2 separate regions of the Mus musculus genome follow, and region 1 is linked to region 2. A link is a contact called in public Hi-C data. All regions are on one chromosome and are shown on one strand. Each heading gives the region's core, a stretch centred on a gene start, on an enhancer-like site or on the middle of the called end of the contact. The rest is flanking DNA. Distances are from core to core; before and after follow the strand shown.

What was found. Hi-C and Micro-C count contacts between places; a contact is called where the count stands out from the background.
Region 1: a Hi-C map of cerebral cortex shows a contact between it and region 2, with 3 times the contacts expected there. The contact joins the promoter of Cracdl here to the enhancer-like site in region 2. A contact is called at or near these places in 1 of 39 promoter capture datasets (hippocampal neurons), 3 of 484 Hi-C or Micro-C datasets (cerebral cortex and embryonic stem cells), 1 of 115 datasets of contacts at active chromatin or transcription factors (embryonic stem cells) and 1 of 9 other capture datasets (adipose tissue).

Annotation. Positions count from the first base shown.
Region 1 is chr1:37,718,404-37,721,103 of GRCm38.p6, reverse strand. It overlaps Cracdl (capping protein inhibiting regulator of actin like), which reads left to right and starts at 1,293. Exons shown (of 10, transcript NM_028096.1): 1 at 1,293-1,534.
Region 2 is chr1:37,637,743-37,640,442 of GRCm38.p6, reverse strand. It overlaps Cracdl (capping protein inhibiting regulator of actin like), which reads left to right. Exons shown (of 10, transcript NM_028096.1): 3 at 2,414-2,582. Among named protein-coding and RNA genes, the nearest start is that of 4930470B04Rik, 14 kb to the left of the region's middle. Within about 2 kb of position 1,367, at least 34 of the 459 cell types and tissues checked have an H3K27ac peak or open chromatin away from gene starts, as enhancers often do. A contact at or near this core is called in cerebral cortex, where this site is marked.

The sequences.
Region 1 (2,700 bases), core at 44-2,543, 81 kb before region 2:
TTTAGCGGTTACAGCCGTGCAGAATACGTGTTGATCTGAACAGCAAGCAACAGCAGGCTTAGGGTGGGTGGGTGAAGGCACAGGCTTGCTTGTAGTTGTTCAGTTTAGTTTGAGGATTTCAAACAAGGCAAACACACACCTAAGCAATTCATTTGCTCCTCTGTGAGTCACCTGCTCACTGTGAGTGGTTGTCAATTAGGAGACTGATTCATGATTTGTTTATGTTCTTTGAGGGAATTAATTTCATTTAACCATCAAAGGAGACTTTTAAGTGACTAGCTTGAACCAAAGGGATCGATTACACCCAAAAGTTAAAAAGGCAACTAACTTCCTTTCATGTACCCAACCAAATGAGATCTCTCGCCAGGTTCTTTCCTATTTTGTTTGGGATTTTGGTCTAATTTTAAAGTCCGCTTTTCAAGATAGAGGTGCAAGTGTGTGCTTCTTGGGTTTCTCTGCGTCCCTGGTCCCAAGATATCAGCCCCAAGGCTCAACGGTGGAGTATGGATTCCTCTAGATCTGACAGTGGCACTCTTAACATCGCTGCGGAAGTCAGAACTCAGGAACCACTCCACCCCAGTGCCACTGTCTGATGGGAGAATTCTCTTTTCTACCTGGGGCTCCTGCTACTGCAGCCTGGGCGTCCTGCTGGGGCTCAGCTGACATTCCTTGTACTTCACCCCTTGACCATGGCAGTGTCAGCAGGCCAAAAGAGGGCTCTCTCTGTAGGTAGCTTAGCTGAGGAGCCGGGGGGGGGGGGGGGGGGGGGGGGGCAGCCCGCTCCTTCCCCAAATGGGCCAGCTCCTCTGTTAGATGTAGGGGTGGGGACCGAAGCTGAGACGTCTCCTTCAGCTTTTTATCCCACACTTGCCAGTGCCACAGCAATGATTCACCTAGAGACGGGGCGGCAGCTTCCCTCATTAGCCCTCAGACGCTCGGACCCACAAGGTTATGAAACAACTTTTACTTTTTATCCGTATGCGCACGTTCCTCCCTGCCACCCGGGCGCCCACTCTCCGAGGCTCGGGTGACAGGGAGGTGGCGCGCAGGAGCCGCGATCGTGAGCGTCCTCGTCCTGGCGGTGGTCCCCCAGCCCTCGGACCTCGCGCAGGCAGGAGCCAGCCAAGCTCCCAGCTCTGCAGCGCCGCCACGTGGGGTGGCCAGGGTCCCGCGTGCCCGGCGGGAGCGGCGCGGGGGAGGCGCGCGGGCCTGGGCGGCGCGGAGCAGAGCTGAGCAGAGCGGAACAGCCGCGTCCGCCCCCGCCGGGCCGCGCGCAGCCGAGTCGGGAGCCGGGAGCGCGCGCCCAGCGCAGGGCCAGCGCGGCCGCCCGAGGGTCGCGCCCGCGTCCGCGTCCATCCCCCGGCCGCAGACCCCGCGCTACCCGCGCCCTACCGCCACCTGCTGCGCGGCGCCGCCGGCCCTCGACGCTGCGGCCGGGGGTCAGGGTGCACCCCGGCAGAGCAGCCCCCGCTTGTCCCCGCGGACTGAGCCCTTCCCGGCACGCTCGCCAAACACGGCCACGCTCCAGTGCCAGGTACCTGGGACAGTCTGAAATGGCGTGGCCACGCAGCATGCGTGGGGCGCAGACCCAGGGAGGTTGGAGGGAGCTGGGTTGGGGGTGAGAGTCTGACGCGTTCCCGAAGTCGCGTCCTGTCGTGGAGCTGGGGAGGTAGTGGCGAGAAGAGCTCAGGTAGCCCAGGGCCCTTTGGACGTGAAGGGTACCCACGCCACCCCTGTGGGGGCCACGTCCACGACACTATGGTCGGTGGGGCCGAGAGAAGCCAGACGCGCAAGTGCCCAAAGTTTTCCTCTGAGCGCTTTGCTGGACTTAACTTTGAAATGTGAGGCAGAGCTGAGCAGTTTAACCAGTTTTAACACTAAGAAAACGGGGGGGGGGGGGGGGGGGACAGGGCTTGCTGCCCGCGTTTCAGTTCTTAGTACCAGAGCATAATCGCGTCTGTCTCCCAGGGCCACGGAGAGGGAGACGGTGGACACACAGGCTGTCTTCCTTATGCTTCGGGTCATGGTTTATTTAACAGGCTTGGGGCTTAGGTTACAAGCCACCAGAGGGGAGTCTGAGTTTAATCTTAGACATAATCAGAATTTGAATCAACAAATATTTGCTGAGCAGTCATTTACTAACCGGCAGGACTTCGTTTTCAGTATGAGGTAGGTAGGTGTACAACTGCTGAGAGGCGGGGTAGTTACTCAAATGAGCAAGCGTTTGTTTTGTTTTGTTTTTGTTTGTTTTGTTTGTTTGTTTTTGTTTTTGAAATGCAAGGGGAAAGGAAGGCCGAGGTGTGACTGGACTTGTGGCCTGCAGGTGGCCAGTTGGCATTGTGTCAGAAATGAACCAGAAAATCCAAGTGGGAAGACAGGCACCTGTGTTGTTTGTCGCTCTCTTGGGAGCCCTCGCACCTTCCAGAACTATTTTAAAGTAAGCCCCTCCTTTGGTGGAGGCTGGGACTTCCTTCCATTTACCTAAATACATAGCAACCACGAAATAGAATCTCAGCCCTGATACTCATTGGGAGCTGGGTCATGCCAGACGTGCACCTGAGATGAATGAGGATCAGGGATCACCTGAGAGCTAGCTCTTTGAGATTATAAAATGATGGAGACGAAGTTCAGTGCGGGTGGCTGAAGATGTCTGCCCCCCACCCCACCCCCGCGTTGAGCTGCGCTGCGTTCCACTCTGAA
Region 2 (2,700 bases), core at 118-2,617:
ATGCAGGCAGATTTCTGAGTTCAAGGCCAGCCTGGTCTACAAAGTGAGTTCCAGAACAGTCAAGGGCCATACAGAGAAACCCTGCCTCGAAAAAACCAAAAAAAAAAAAAAAAAAAAAAATTGTGAAGTAGAAATTGACAACTAAAGAAAGGTCAATAAGACCTTCGTCTGTCTCTGTCTCTCTCTCAAATTATTAGGACAAATTTATTTATTTTAAAAATTAGTACAGATATAAAATATAAACTCAAAATGAAAATGGCAGAGCCCAAATTGCCAGCTCTAAAACAGAGAAGAAAATACCCTGTTTCCTGAGCATTATAGGAAGTTTATGGAATCAGTCAATACGTGAAACCATAAAGTAAGTCTCAACGGATTTGAATAGAACAAACTTCAGAGTGCCTTATCGCACTCCAATTAAATTAATGACGGAGAGGTAGAAGTTTGCCAAGTGTTTGGAAGCGAAGACATGCCTTTCCGTAGGTCACATAGATCTAAAAATGTATGATTGTGGACATCAGACAATACTTCAAACCAAAGAATAATGACAACACAAACTTTTATGATGTGTAGAACTTAACAGATCTAGAGGGAACTGTATTTCCTGAAATGTATGTATTAGCAAAGAAAGAGAAGGTTTTAAAAAAAAAGAACCTTTTTTAAAAACAAAATCGTAACTCTGGGCCTCGGGGTGTGGCTTAAGGGTAGAGCTCTCACCTGGCTTCCGGAGCCCTAGAAGAGCTAACTCTTCACAAGCCATCGGTGTAGCTGACCAAGGAAAAAGGAGGCACAAATAATTAACACGGGGCATGCACAAGGACATACCACCACAGGTGCTGTGGATGCTCGACACAGCAGTGCGTTTCCGTGGTAACTTTTGCCAGGAAATTTGAAGTGTTAAGATGCAGATAAATCCCTATGTGTGTGAGACAACAGAACAGACTGAAGAAGTAACATGGGTCGGTCCTGTAGCTGTTTAAGAGGCTGGGTCACAAAGTCTAGGAGGGGAAGATTAACTCTTGAGGTACGTGTGCATGCATGGATTTAGGTGTCTAGATCCATGCAGTGCCTGCAGTGGCCAGAAGAGGGTGCCAGGTCGAGAGAAGCTGGGTTTTTCCATTGGCATAGAAGCGCTCAGCTGTCACACTCTGCTCTGCTTAGCCACGCTCCCACCCCCTGAGCAGCACCCGGGTGTCAAGGCAGGAGGCCTGTTTACTTGTGAAGGTCTCCAGGGACACCTAATAATATGTTGACTACTTGAAGGCCAGGTGGTGTCCCTGTCAAACGCAAAGACTTCCCGAGAGACTTTCAGCACAAGCTCTGCGTGGAGAACCATCTGCACGCAAGATAAACATCCCTTGATTTACAAGGAAGTTTCCATCGGACATTGAGAAAACTGCCGTAGCAGGCTTGTCCCCTCTGGAGCAATGACATTTGCCTGGCTCTTGCTGGCAGAATCTCAGGTTATTCCCCACGTGAAGACAAGGTCATTTCAAGTTCCCGAGGGGACTTTAGCACAAAGACAATTAAAAGGACCCTCTCTTATATCTTAAATCAGTTCTATGTGGAACTTACTTAATAAAGCCGCCTTAGACAGTTTTAGCAAACGTCGGCTGTGTCACATGGCAGATCTGTGTGCTCGGGTTCTCTTCCCTTTTACCATCCGGTCTTACAGATACTCTGAGAAGGACAGAGCGTGGCTAGAGCTGTCCTGGGGCAGTCATGGGTTTCTGGCCTAAGAGGCCTTGTGGGCAGGAATGAAGGTGACATCGGAGGAGCACACTCTGACCTTACCACTGGAGCAACAGCCACAATTATTTGCTCATTCTTCTTACATACCCACCCCAGCACGCAATTTTAAAAATAAAATAAATCCTTAAAAAGTAACATATTAGGAAAAACAACTTGGATTATCACACAGCTTTCACCTCCTCTGACGTTATGTGTACGTTGTGTATGAAGTATTTACGATGCATATTGCAGAGATTCAAAGAACGTGGTACCTGGTGAGAGGAGGGTTGCTTGGATTTGGATTCTTGTTTGTGAGCAGAGTTCTTGGTTCATTTTCTAGTTGGAGAGATGGTTCAGAGGCTAAGAGCCCCGGCCACGCTTCCAAAGGACCCACATTCGAGTCCCAGCACTCACGTGGCAGCTTACACCCACCTTGTAGCTCCAGTTCCTGGGATCTGGTGCTCTCTCAGCATCTCTTTGGGGAGTGCATGCATGAAGTACACAAATAGACACACATCTATACACATGCATTTTTTAATTATTTTTTTAAAGATAGAAACCAATATTTGTTTCAGGGCTGCAGACCTTATATGTCGTGTCTGTAGTATTCTGAGCCCCTGGTTTCTGCTCACCTGCGTCCCTCGCACACCTGCACCGCTAATCTTTCTTCTTGTCATCTGAATAGGAAAGAAAAAGTCGAAATTTAAAACTTTTAAGAAGCTGTTTGGGAAGAAGAAGAGAAAGGAATCCCCCTCACCCACAGGAAACAGCGCCTGGAAGCAAAATCCGGCCAAGAGCGAGGTCATTGCCGTTGAGGAGTCGGGGCCCGTGTATGACTCTGAAGATGAGCTGGAGTAAGTTGCTCTCATGTGCGTCTGGCTTGTGAGCCTCAAGAGGAGGGGGACACCGGGCACAGGAGGTGTCCGGAGCTCTTATCTTCAGTGCCTTAGGATCTTGTCTGTTTCTGAGCTT